2 separate regions of the Mus musculus genome follow, and region 1 is linked to region 2. Evidence: chromatin contacts called from public Hi-C data. All regions are on one chromosome and are shown on one strand. Each heading gives the region's core, a stretch centred on a gene start, on an enhancer-like site or on the middle of the called end of the contact. The rest is flanking DNA. Distances are from core to core; before and after follow the strand shown. Region 1 has its middle 31 kb from the start of Ddah1. Region 2 overlaps Ddah1 (dimethylarginine dimethylaminohydrolase 1).

The links. A called contact is a pair of places that touch in the nucleus more often than the background predicts.
Region 1: a Hi-C map of the N1E-115 cell line shows a contact between it and region 2, with 5 times the contacts expected there. The contact joins two enhancer-like sites. A contact is called at or near these places in 5 of 484 Hi-C or Micro-C datasets (the N1E-115 cell line, cumulus cells, lens fibers and 2 more) and 1 of 115 datasets of contacts at active chromatin or transcription factors (pancreatic cancer cells).

What each region holds. Positions count from the first base shown.
Region 1 is chr3:145,724,058-145,731,036 of GRCm38.p6, forward strand. No RefSeq gene overlaps it. Among named protein-coding and RNA genes, the nearest start is that of Ddah1, 31 kb to the right of the region's middle. Within about 2 kb of position 5,699, at least 82 of the 459 cell types and tissues checked have an H3K27ac peak or open chromatin away from gene starts, as enhancers often do. A contact at or near this core is called in the N1E-115 cell line, muscle stem cells and pancreatic cancer cells, where this site is marked.
Region 2 is chr3:145,881,666-145,888,524 of GRCm38.p6, forward strand. The region is part of intron 4 of Ddah1 (dimethylarginine dimethylaminohydrolase 1); the gene reads left to right. All of the region lies in intron 1 of Gm35187 (a long non-coding RNA gene), which reads right to left. Among named protein-coding and RNA genes, the nearest start is that of Gm35187, 5.6 kb to the right of the region's middle. Within about 2 kb of position 4,651, at least 94 of the 459 cell types and tissues checked have an H3K27ac peak or open chromatin away from gene starts, as enhancers often do. A contact at or near this core is called in the N1E-115 cell line, muscle stem cells and pancreatic cancer cells, where this site is marked.

The sequences.
Region 1 (6,979 bases), core at 4,449-6,948, 160 kb before region 2:
GGAAAATGTTGTGGCTAGCCCTGGGGCTAATTATATTTGATGTTAATTCCATTCTCCCGTGAGTGGTTGTGAACAAGGATCTGAGTTAGCACGCAGGTGATTTCCTGTAAACCTGCTCCCCACCTTAATTTGTAAAATAAAGGAGAGCTGATGATTGGGCAGATAAAAGGGAATGTGGAGCAGAAGGAGGGGGAGAGAAGAAAGAAAATGGGAGAGGAGGCAGATGAGGAGAAAGAAGAAGAAAATTGGAGCAGAAGCACATGGCCTGGAGAAACAGAAAGTTCTAAGGGGTCTCATAAGCTGTGGAAGATGGTAGTGTAGCGGTAGATCTGCCCAATCTAGGCGCACAGCATGTAATCATATTAACTGTGTTGTGTTTTTGTTGCCAGGGCATATTTGGGAGTGTGGCAAGGTGAGAGGGCAGGGCTTACTGAGAGGGCCCCGGGTGATTGGCTGTGTGCCCTTGGAAGGGATTAATTTAAAGGATTCCCTATTTCTCAGGAGAGTCAGTTATGGTAAAAGGTTGACTCCTGTGTTGACCCTTGGCTTTCAGTTTCTCACCCACATTCTTGATGTTAGGTCCTCTCAGGAAGTCACACTGACCTGTTTTCTCTATGAAGTTACCTAGCACCAGGTATTACATTATAGTAAAGAAAAGTGGATTAATCTGCCAGTGCCCACAGCCCTGGCCTGGATCATTCATTCTCTCATGTCTTCACGGGCTGTTCAGCACCGATGTCACCGTCTTAGAGACATGTCCTCATTTCACAGTCAAGGGTTTTTGGTTTTTTTTTTTCCATCCCTTTCTCTTGGTTGATTTTACTTATTTCTATCCAACACCTTTTTTACCCTCAGAAATTGATTTATTTTTCTTTCGGATGAACAGTAACTAGCCTGTTCATCCTGAATTCCATGCACTGGGGATAGAGCCTGGTACTAGAATCTGGTATTTAGTGGGCCTGGTATATGTCTGTCCAGTGGACAAGTAAGCTTTATAGACAACAACATCCTCATGATAAAGTTTCCATAATGAAATCCGTTTGATTTCAGCTTTCTCAAGGCAGGGAACTCCTATTAAACAAAAGAGCTAATGTAAAGTTGTTTGTTTGTTTGGCACGCTTAGTTTCTTATTTTAAAATGGATAGGATTCTATACATATAAAAATGTTTTGTGTAAACCCGTAGCACTTACATGAATCTTTGTTCTATTAGAGCCACCACCAGGGGGAATCTATCTTCCGGTCAATAGTTGTGGACAGTGAAAAACCACCGTGTAGGGGAGCAGGGCGAGAGGGCACGGGCACTGAGCATCCTAACAACTTAGCCACCCACTGGCCATCTCTATAGCTCTGCAGAGAGCCCTAGGAAGCAAGGGAGGCCGGGCCTGCTCATAAAGAACTCAGAAGAGAACTAGTGAGAACTTTTTCCTGCAGATCAAGTTTCAGCAAGAAGATTCCTGGCCATGTAGCTTCAGCATTGCAGAAGAGATGGCAGTGGTCAGTAGTCACAGTGACACCAGTGATGCCATGGGAGACGCTGACACATGAGGTAGCATCCTAGGAGGCTCAAGCAACGAGGGCCCTGGCAGTGGGCGGGGATTGAGTGATAGGCAGGCAACAGACTGCAGGGTGTCTAACCACCAGATGTCTTCCCAGATGACAAGAGATTCTGGGAACCGGACTGGAATCCCAGCACCTGAGCATGTGTGGCCTCAGTCACACACATTTCTGAGCATTGTACTCAAGACCCTTGGAGCACATGTCCTGAAGTTACAGCAGCAGTCAGAAGGCTTCTCCGTGTGCTTAGCTTGCTTTGCAAGGATGGTGCAGAGGGTGCAGAGGACTGCTTCTAGGCAGGCTTGGTTTCCTTTTGTTTTGTGTGTATTGTATGTGGCTATGTGTGTGTATGTGTATGTGTGTGCATGTGTGTCTGTGTGTATATATATATATATATATATGTGTGTGTGTGTGTGTGTGTATGTATGTGTGTGTTTGTGTGTGTATATATATGTTTGTGTGTGTGTGTGTGTGTATGTATGTGTGTGTTTGTGTGTGTATATATATGTTTGTATGTGTGTATGTATGTGTGTGTTTGTGTGTGTATATATATGTTTGTGTGTGTGTGTTTATGTGTATATATGTGCATGCGTGTATGTGTGTGCATGTGTGTGTATATATGTGTGTGTTCTTGTCTTTCTGTGTGCAACACTCAGAAGGCTGAGGCAGAAGACTTTCTGTGGATTTAAATTCAGCCTTGGCTACATAGCGAGATCCTTCCTAAGTCCTTTCTTCAAAAAATAATCTCATTAAGCCTCTCTCTGCAGAAGTATAACTTTCTTTTTAGAAAGCAAATTGGAAGTTAGTTGACCCTGGGAGATACTGAAAATTATACAAGAATTGTCAGTTACCCAAAAGTTTTAGATCCAAAAGAGAATACTAACGATGAATTTTTATTCAAAATCTCTGGCTCAGCAAGGAAGGGCACTTACTGCCAAGTCTGACAACCTGGGTTCAGTCCCTGGGACCCACATGATTGGCTCGCATCTGCAATCACAACACCCCTGCAATCATAACAGACTCCTTCGAGTTGTCATGTGACCCCCCCTCCCCCCCAGTAAATAAATACAATGCAATAGAGAGCACCCAGAGCAAGGGTTGGAGCTGGCTCAACTGAGCGGGTTTGCTGCCCTTGTCCAGGACCTGAGTTTAGTTCCCAGCACTGCACACCGCAGGCTCACAGCTGCCTGTAACTCCCATTCCAGGGCATCTGACAGCCGGCCGCTTCTGCCCTCTGTGGGCACCGCACACACACACACACACACACACACACACACACACACACACACACACACAGCACACACACATTCACTTAGTATAAATGAACAAATATGTGGCAGGAAGAAATTTACTTCTCAAGGTCTGTGAGCTGTTAACTCGGGCGTCACTGGCTGAGTGTTCCACGCCCGCAGAGAGCCAGGCTCCTGGTCGTTCAGTGCCGCCTCAGCACTGCTTGTGGCTGTTTCATCACCTCCTGGGCTGTGTGACATTTTCTATTTCACTGAGGCCTCGTGTTTCTGACAGTTGTGTATGAAGGTGTTGGTCTGTGCCTGGCTTTCCACCTGCTCGCTGCCCCGCACTGTGGAGATGTTGCTACTGTCGTTAGTCCCCCAGTTCTGTTCTCTTGGGTTGAACCATCCTGGTGGTGCCCAAAACACTTCTGCTGCAGCAACATCCACCTTAATTTTCTGGTTTGAGTTAGTCAGGCAGAAAACACAAGCGGAGAGCAGTGCCTGTAAAGAGGCTTGGTTCTTCTCTGTGAACATCCGCACCTGAAGAAGGCCACGATAATCCTTGCGGAATGAGAACCTGGGCTTGCTTTCTGGCTGGGTGGAATTGATTGCTGAGACTCCTGCGGGGGCCTGTAGTATTGAATTAATCCACACGAAATTGCTGTCTGTATAAAGAGTCTGATTTGGCTCAACTGAAGAGGAAACCCAGCAGCCTTGGTTCCAGGGGTGAGAATTCTTTTAATTAGTTCTGTGTCATTAGGAGTCCATTGAAGACTATCTAAATTAACACACATCATTTAGAACTTGGAACCTGGAACCTGAAAGGTGAGATTTGTTTTTTTTATTCTTGCTCTTGGTGTTTTTGCTCAGTGTCCGTGTTCCCTGAACCTTAAGGAAGAATGGAGAGTGTATACAGAACCCTGGGCAAAGGCAAACAAATACAAATAGAAATATTACTTATTCGATTGCAGGTTAGAACTATCTTCAGTTCCCCGTGACAATAATTTAAACTTGCAGCTGTTCCTTTATGAATTTTTATGAGTTTTCTCTCTTTCTTTTTTTTTTCCTGCTGAGAAGACAATTCCACTACAGGAATATATTAACACGACGGCTTCCCCTCCCCTTTCCTCCAAATTTTTCAGTTATAATTCCATCTGTACTAAAAGCCAGTTCGGGCAGCCTTGGCCCAGACTTTTCTGCAGGAAAATCAAACCTCAGCTTCAAAATATAAACCAAAGGGCTGTTTTTTCCACCCAGGTCTTCTACAATTAGTTTCAGGTAAGTTACCATTAAAGTACTGTTCCTTAGAGCTAAAGGCAGAAACCCATCTACTTAATCATATTAATCAAAACATCTGCAGTCAAATATTCTCCTGTGTTAGTGTTCCTGGGTAGATTTAAATAACATTGACAGAAAACACTTATTTTCTCTCATTTTCAAATGTCAAGCAGGTTTTCAGAATCTGGTGTTCAGCACAGTTTGGGAGGCAGGAGTGGGGGGCGGATGGGGGAACCAATGATACACAATCCAGCTAAGGATGGTGTTTTCCTTTCTTCTTTAAGCCAAGAGCAATTACTTTTCATTTCGGGATTAAGACCTGCGGGGGTTGTGGCTGGTTGTTGGGGCTCCCAGTTGCAGCATGCCTCCTTGGTCCCTCGCCAGCCACAGCACTTGGCTGTGCAGGTAGCAGCTGGCGCTGGGAGTGCCTCTCCAGCCTACATTCCTTGGCCGTGAATCTCAAAGTCCTGTTTATCTGATGAAGACCTCTGGGTAGTGGATTGCTCATGACAGTGTCACACAGATCTTAGTGAGTGACATGGAAAGATACCGAATAGTTTTTCCTCTTAGAATGCCAACCAATCCTGAATTCCCCATCTCCTCCACTCGAGCTGATTGCCACAAAGGCCTGGGACTAAGAGCCAATGAGACTTTTCTTATGCCCACCAAAGTACAGCAGGACACATACAGGTCCTCTCTGTGAGCCTGTCACCGCAGTCTGTTCGGATTTTTAAAAATTACATCTGCGCCTTCAGTGAGCCTTACTCTGCATTGATAAGCCATTTCCACTGCACAGCAGTCTCTTGGAGTACCCTGGAAATTGGTTCCAGGACTTCCCTCCCACCAGAGGGTATAAGATTTGACATTTCTCAAGTCCCTGGTGTAAGACGGTGCACGTTTGCAGTAACCCTCCACCTTCCTGTAAGTTTCCATTGACTTTTATAACTACTACACTCAATAGGATGCAACATTATACACATATTATTATGTGCTCTTCAGAGAATTTTGACAAGAAAAAACTCTGTACATTTTCAACATTTCCCTTGAATTAAAAAAATTACTATCATGTGCACACGACATGCTTGTGGGGGCACACGCCACAGTATGAGTATAAGTATATAAGCGTTTTGCCTTCAGGTATGTCTGCTGTGGGCCACGTGTGTGCCTGGGGCCCATGGAGATGGTGGATACCCTGGAACTGAAGCTACAAACAAGTGGGAGGTGGAGAGTGAACCCAGGTCTTTAGCAAGAACAGCAAATGCTATTAACTGCTGAGCCATCTCTCTAGCTTCCCCACATCCAGTTTTACTTATTTTTTTAAAATCAAGCACGACTTAAGGGTCTGTGCTTGTATTTACAAACACCACCAGCAGCTTTAGCACACAAAAAGCCACTCTTCCCTAGGTTGTCAAGAGTTAGCATGGATGACTTTGTAGCTCCCACCCCATCCACCCCTTCATAGACCAACTTATTCATTCTTTGGGAGAGATGACCCAGAGAACTACAAAGACAAATGCAGATGAGGTGGGTGTGTGACTGAAGAACAGGAAGTCCGCTGTTACTGTGAGTAACCCAGAGTATTTGCCACAACTTGTCCAGAAGACGGTAGCTCTGTCTACAACAGGACTCCTCTCCTTTCTCTGGCTGCCCTCTGCTGGCACTGCTAGCCAGTGAGATAGTGACCCAAGCTGGGCATGTGGGAAGATGACTTGCTGCTTTGATGGACAGCTGGTTGAATCGCTTCAATTTGTGGGTCTACTGCATGGATCATCTGAACTTCCCTTTGCTGGGCCTTCGCCTGGGCAGCATTGACCTCCCAAGAGGCCTGGGCTGTTCTAGGAGCAGACATCAGTCTGCTCATCTGTGTGAGATGGACCAAATGGCCTTGTGTTTCCTCTTTGTCTTTTGCTTCTTTCATCTCCAGAGCCATCCCACGATGGCCAGCAGCTGAGCCAGGTCCTTCCCCTGCCAATCACAAATACCCTTCCCTGTTCACCAGTCCCTGGGAGCCTTCACCCACTCCATCAGTGAAAGGTATTTACAAGGGTCTGGGAAGCCTGACAATCTGCTAATGCAATGCTGGAGATAGCCCGAAAGAAACTCTAGGCTGGTTTCCTGTTTCCAAGGACAGCAGGATGTGTCAGCTGCTGGAGCAGCCGATGCCCTTGGAGAGGAGAGAAACTAGAGAGTGTGACCAGTCGGTGACCTCACCCTCCTGCTGTCCCAGGGGTGTGGACAGGTTTCTGCTCCTGGTGGCTAAATGTCAGTAAAAGGGGATGAAAAATGTGATTGTTTTCCTTTAAGAAATATTAAAAGGAGAGTGGTGTCTGGGAAGTAGAACCATTAGTGGAATCTATTCCAGTATTATGGTTAATTAATTTAGGGGGCTTTAATGCTATTTCATTATGCAGCCTTTGAGAGCTTTCTGGTAAATGCCTATCCCATAAATACTAACATGACTTCATATGTATAATTTCCCTTCAGAAGAGTGAGGGTGAATTATGACCTAGGAACTAATTTGCACACAGCTCTACCCAGACAATACAAAGATGCCTCTTGATGAACACCGTTCACTGCGTTTGGAAGCTCGGGAAAACACTCGGACAGGCCATCTACATTTTAAGGCCACGGTTGTCAGTCTGGTTGCGTCCCAAAGCAAAACACTTGGCCACCAGTTTCACCTTGCTAGGAACTAAAGAGCTGCCTTCTGTACTTTATGCTGATATTAAATAGTAAGCATTGAACTGTTGGAAGAAACAGCTCCGTGCACAGATAAATCGTTCCTCTAAGATGGCTGTGTTTCAGTGCATTATGTTCAGTCCTATTTATCCATGCCTCACATTTAATCAGCCAATTTTCTATTTATGAAATACGTATATAGGTTCCTTAGCTCTGCTCAGGTACAATACAGTCC
Region 2 (6,859 bases), core at 3,401-5,900:
AGCTGTACGCTGAGGAGTTCCCTGCCACCTCTGTGGACAGTGCCTGCTCTGATAGCCTGTGTGGTGTAGGGCTCACATTTTTGCGTTCCAATTCAAGGCTTCAGTGAAGTCACGTAATGCAGAATGGGCAGGCATTGCCAGAAACACCTTGGACACACCACACATTTTGGTTTTGAACTGATTTTTAGCCGTAACAGTTTTGGAAACCTTTCACTATTGCCAAAGAGTAAATGACTGACCCTACCCCGAGTGGTGTCAAACCTTCAATTTAAGAACCTTCGGTCTAAATGTAAATGATGGAGGAAATCTGACTAGCGCAGGTTAAATTGAAACATATGTTAATGCAGAGGAGGTTGTAAATGGCCGCCATCACACCAGTTCCTGTACAAGGCTGGCTCAGCCGCATGGCCAGACCCCACTTCAAGGGGAGAAAGGAGACCTTAAGAATGTGTTATGTGTTTAGCCATAACTTGGGGGAGGGGCATGATGAGACGCTCTTCCAGGATTCAAAAGGTTGTGCAGTTCATCAGAGAGCGCACTCCCATCGCCCCAAACAAAACTCCAATAAATGCCTTCTTTGTTTCATTGGTATTGTACATTAGCATAAACAGAACTGTCAGCCAGCAGCTACATAGGCACAATGCGGATCTGTCACTTCCTCAGACGCATAAGCTCTGCAAACTCAACCAAAGGATCTGTGAGAATTGATCACAAAATTAAATTTCCAGCGGAGAGCACTGGAAGCTTTGACACTGCTTATGAACGGGATGCGGCTCATCCTTAGAGCAAACATGGGTACGATACGTCTGAAGATGCAGGGGCTAAGCAAGTCCTTGGAATCCTTTCCTAGCTGCTGGGGTCCAGGTTTGCTACACCAAGTTATATAATTGGGAATCACATTGATGGCTTTCCTTATCGTGAGTCAGAAAACAATAATTAGGATGCTCTCTGTGGGCACCAACTCATCCCTACCCTCCAGACAAGCCTTCCACAGCCAGGCAGGCTAAACTGCCAATAGCGGGTCACAGTGGCCACATTAATCCAGGACGTCACTGTAAAGAGGGTTTGGCTCTTCACCACTTCTGCTCCTCTCCGCTCTCGAGATCAAATGGCCTTCACTCACCCCCTCCTCCCTTCCAAAGGCTCTGCTCTCTCTTTTACCTAAAAACAAAATAATTTCAAACAAAACAAACCATGTAAGGCCAGACACAAACTCAGATGACTTCAAAGACCAGACACTGTACGGAATGCATTTGCACACAAACCTGCTAATATGCAAATGCCGAGAAAACTCTATAGGAAAACGTATGTCACCATGGGCTTCCAGTGAACCTGTGAGTCTAGTCTTTTGGGTGATAAGATGGTGGTTTGTCTTGTCAGGATGAAGGTAGGCATGGGAAGTCAGACACACGCAGGCTTGAAGCCTACATTGCCTGTCTAAGTGAGTGAGTGACCCTGGACGTATTAGTGAATTTCTCTGCACTTGTCTTACTTTCACATGAAGAGAGAGATGACATCACCACATACACAGGGAGGGTCGTGGTGAGAAACAAATTGAAAAGAGGAAGAGAATACACACACCCACAAACACAAGCTGAATGTTTTCCATTCTCTCTGACCAAGAACGATGCTTAAAGATCAGCTGCCTCCAAAACCCAAGAGATTAAATCTTTGATGGTGGGATTTAGGTTACTGGGACAGTTAATCTTGTCAACGTAGTAGGATTTAGAATCACCATGGAAACATATGTCTGGATGAATCTGAGAGTGCCTCCAGAAAGGTTTAACAGAGCAGGAAGACCCACCCTGAATGTGGGAGGCACTGATTGATAGGATCAGGTCTCAGACTGTGTGCAAAGGAGACTGGGACTGAGCACCAGCACTCACCTCCCCCTGCTGCCTGGCTTTGGGGGGAGACTGGGACTGAGCACCAGCACTCACCTCCCCCTGCTGCCTGGCTTTGGGGGGAGACTAGGACTGAGCACCAGCACTCACCTCCCCCTGCTACCTGGCTTTGGTTACACCTGAGCAGAGCTGTACCTTGCCTTCTGTGCTTTGGTTGAGAGCCAAAACCCAGCCCTTCCTTTCTGTACGTTGCTTTGTCTGCACCCAGGAGAGCAGAAAGAACGGGCTACTTCCCACGTCAGGCCACAGTTAAGGCAGAACCAGTAGACGTACGGAAACCATGATTGTGAGTGCACAGCCCTCTATGAGACGCATCACCATCCCACCAGGGTTCAGGAACAGTGAAGAGGGAGCAGGGAGACTGTGAGGAGGATGGGGACCAGTGCTGTGGGATGCTGCCTTCGGGACACAGAGCTGCGGCTGCCTGTAGGAGCTCAAGCCAGCCAGCTTCCCAGCATAGATGAGGCGAGCTCCTGGGTCCCACGGCTGGCTGAGGAGCCATTGACAGTTGATGGCTGCTCCAGAGTGAAGAGTCATTTTTCTTTGAGAGTGGCCGTTGGGAGGTAGCCCATGATCCAGTGGTTGGCTCCACACTCATGCCCATATGGGTAGCACCAATTGGATTTGGTGGGGTCTATATTTTTTCGAAATAAAGTAAAATTCGAAGAGGAGCGTGTTGGGGAAAAGGTGGAAGAGGGGTGTGGAGATGGATGTAACCAAAACACATTGTATACTACTAGGAAATCCTCAAAGAATGAGTAAAAAATATTATTTATAAAAATACACATCTGGGAGCTGGAGAGATGGCTCCGTGGTTAAGAACACTGACCACTTCCAGAGGTCCTGAGTTCAACTCCCAGCAACCACATGGTGGCTCACAATCTGTAATGGGATATGATGCCCTCTTCTGGTGGTGTGTCTGAAGACAGCTACAGTGTACTCATATATACATGTACATATATACATATACATATATGTGTATATATGTGTGTATATACGTATTACATATCTGAAGTCAGGTGGTGGTGCATGTCCTTAATCCCAGCACTTGGGAGGCAGAGGCAGGCTGATGCCTGAGTTTGAGGCCAGGCTGGTCTGCAGAGTGAATTTCCAGGACTACACAGAGAAACCCTGACTCAAAATATTAAAATAAAACAAAATAAAATAACACACATCCAAGCCAAGTGTGGTGTCACACAGCTTTATTGCCAGCACTTTACAGATGCAGACAGGTCACCGCGAGTAGAACAGCAAAAGTTATGAGATGAGAGCCTGTCTCAAAAACAAGCAAACATGGCACACAGCCGCGGACAGGAGACCTAGCTTCATGGTAGAGAGCTCGCTCGGGTTCTAATCCTCAGTACAGTCATTTATTTAACTAGAGACATGGCTCTCAGAATGTGTTCATTCCAAGCCCAGCTGTGAGAGCCCATGAAATGTGAAGCCATGTTAGCAATTTATAATATTATCCAGTTATACTGGCTGAGCCCTAAAAGGATGGCCAGGATTTGGAGACTGCCATATATTGCTAGGCTTTCAATAAAACTCCTGATGCATGATAAACCAATAAAGAGTTATTTCAGCTACCTAGTAGCAATGAGAAGTGATTGTGCGTTGGGTCCTGTATCTCTTGGTGGAGTCTATAATTACTTGCTTTTAATATTGATTTCATTTTACTGTGTTAAGATGGGTACATACATATCTATCATGGAAAGATCAATTATGAGCAAGCCAAAAATGTGCTTGGAATATTTCCTAACCATCTTTAAATGCCTTCTTTATCTCTTTGCCTCAGTATTTGACCAATTAAGCCTTAAGTTGTTCTGTCCAACCACTCGGCCCAGGATTTTTTTTTTAATGTAATTGCTGTAATACAAAGAAGGCATGAGTAAGAAGCAGAAGAATAGGGCTGCCTTCCAATCCTTTCAATGAGAAAATTCCCAGAAATGTGGGAAACAGCCGGAAATGCCTGCTTAATGTGACTGGCTGTGCATAGAGTGTCAGGCTGAAAGCCAGCGTGTTCCCACTGGTTCCCATTGCTTTGTGGCAACTCCACTCAGGGGAGCCAGGCCAGGCCCTCCAAGAAAGCAGCTTTGAGAGATCCAAGGATGCTGCTGTGGCCCCAGAGATGCCCAGAGCCCCTTTCTCTCTAGGACTGTGTGCCTTCTGGGTTAAGAAGGTGCCTGCGATAAGAGAGGTAGACTCCACCCTCCCCATGCTTGGCACCATGCTTGAATTACAGATTGTCACCTCCAGCAGGCAACACTTAGAATATCCTTGCATCTGTCTATTTGCATACCACCTGACTTGGTCCTTGTGGCTGGCCCCAAGGGGACAGGCACTCTGTGAAGCCTGTTGAGTTGGTCCAGACATCAATAGCTTCCAGACCCAATTATCACCATTCTGATTTGGTTACTCAAAGTAGAATAATAATTCCACTGACAAAAGTCAGAGACAACATTTGGAATGTAGCCTGCCTCTGAAATCTTCCCCACCCCCACCCCCCACAGGCTGGATAGCGTGGCACTTAGGTGGACTTTTCCCAGTTGAACCTGAGGCCTCTGGGGATACAGAGGAAGCTGCTCCAGGAGGAATTTGCTGACGCACAGAGAGAGTTTAGGTGCTTTCTGCTTCCGTTTTGGTGCTGGGTGCTATGACAAGCAGGAAGTTCAGTCCTTACTGCTACACAGACATTTTACCAAGAACTCTGGAACAAAGCCACTTCCTCCATCCTTCTTAAGAAAAGGAAAATCCTGGAAGTCAGCCCAGCAGTCACATTCTTGGGATGCTTAGGATCATGTTCATCTTTCCCCAAGACTGAGTGTCCAAGAAGGGAAGAGAAAGCCTGTCGGTTACTGTCACCTCTGCTTGTTCTCCGGGAGCCTGGGCCCTTTGAAGTGTTATCCTGCCAGGGTGCCCAGTGTCAGTTCATCCTTTTGGTAACACACATGCACACACCATTGCCACACAAATGCACACACATACATACACACATACACACTCACGCATCTATATGAATACACAGACACACACACACACAGAAATGCACACATATAAGAACACACCATGAAGAGTTGTGATCCCTGCACCATTCACCCGCCTCTAAACAGCAAATTCACTGTATCGTGTGTGTGTGTGTGTGTGTGTGTGTGTGTGTGTGTGTGTGTGTGTCCTGGACGCAGCTATAAGTGAATGGCAAACCATCTCACCAGTCAATAACAGCACACAGGCAATGCAAATGAACCCTTTGGACAGGAAAGGGGAGCCTGGTCCTCAGCTAACATGGCAGACATACTGCAAGTCCAAAATAATCAACCCCCTGTGTCTCTTCTATGAAAAAGAAGGGTTGCTTGTCTATTATCTACAGTTACTGTTTTAAAATCATTTAGGGAGAGAGGGAGAGAGAGAGAGAGAGAGAGAGAGAGAGAGAGAGAGAGAGAGAGAGAGAGAGAGAGAGAGAGAGACCCAGATATATGAAGCTTTTGGTTTTTGAGTGGGACAGCACTGTTCACAGCTCCATGTGTGTATATCCAGTTCATTATTAAAAGTCATTTCTTACAGCATGGTTTATAATTTGCCACAAAATGATAACAAGGAGGCCAGGATGATAACAAGGAGGCTAAATTAATTGGAAGGGTCCTCCTGAGGTAGTACTGGTAATCTGTTAAGGCATTTGTTTTAAGAGAAACCCTCAGTAGAATTTATCAGTAAATTGCTTCATATATCTTCAGCATTAAATTATTCCCCCATTAAGAAAATTATAATTCTTTTTCTTCCCAGTAATGAAAGAAAAAATGAAACTATCTTCAAACTATTCCAGCTTGGCTGCCAGCCCTTATGTCTGTAATTTCTGGAATGCCCCCTCAGATGCTCTAATGAATACAGCTCAGGAAAAGGTGATTAAGAAAAGAGTGAGGAAAAGCAGAGATTAGAATTTCAAACAAATGCCATCATCAACTGAAGAAAACTCAAGTACGGCCAAAGAAGGAGAGGACCAATCCCTGGAGGAAGTTGATGGGGAGAGGGGAAGGAAGTCTGGTCTCTTATTGGCACTTTCTCAACTCCGGTACCTTGGAGACTTAGTGTGTTCCCTCGATGGTAAACAAGGAGTGGGCAGTGATGATGGTCCTTCTGCCCGGTTGTCACCCTTGGGCACATGTGAGTCAGATTGACAGGTGGGAGATCTGCCCTCCCGCTCAAGTGGAGAGGAAATCCTAGTGAGAACTCAGCTATGTGGTCTAGCCACGAAACTTCTTACTGTGAGTCTTGTGTTTTCTTTCTCTGTGAATAGAGAATGCACTGAGTCACCTATTTACCTAGACTTAAGCTGCAAACCCAACCAGCTGTTGTCTGGTATTCAATAATGGTGGAAGAACCCTGCCTCAATGTCCTGGGACCAAAACCTACTCATGCTCCTCCCTAGTGCTTGGGGAATTAAGACAATGAGCATAACGGGTTTTGTTTATGTGTATATAGGCTTGAATGGGAGCGGTGGCCATCACATACTATGTTTTGAGGGTCTCTTTGCAGCCTTCAGTCACTGGGCCTCTCTCTAGTAATCCTTGGTGCTGTCTCAGCTGTGAAGGTTAAGAAAGAGTAAAGTGAGCTGAATAAGAGAGATCTTTTTTAGTAGGGCAGAATTGGTTTAAATCTCAAAATGGATCAAAGACCTCAACATAAGGCCTGCAACTTTGTAACTGCTAGAAGAAATCATGGAGACACTTCAAATACAGACTCAGGCTAAGGAAGCTTATTGGCTCATTAAAAAATAGAAAGACATGAAAGTAGAAGGCAGACTAGTTGGGAAGAGAAAGGAGATCAGGAGTGGAAAGAGCAAGAGAACTGGAGAGAGGTAAATACAACCAAAACATATTATGCACATGTCTAGAAATGCTGAAATGAAACCCATTATTGTATATTACTGTGTGCTAATAACACATTAAAATGGAAAACTT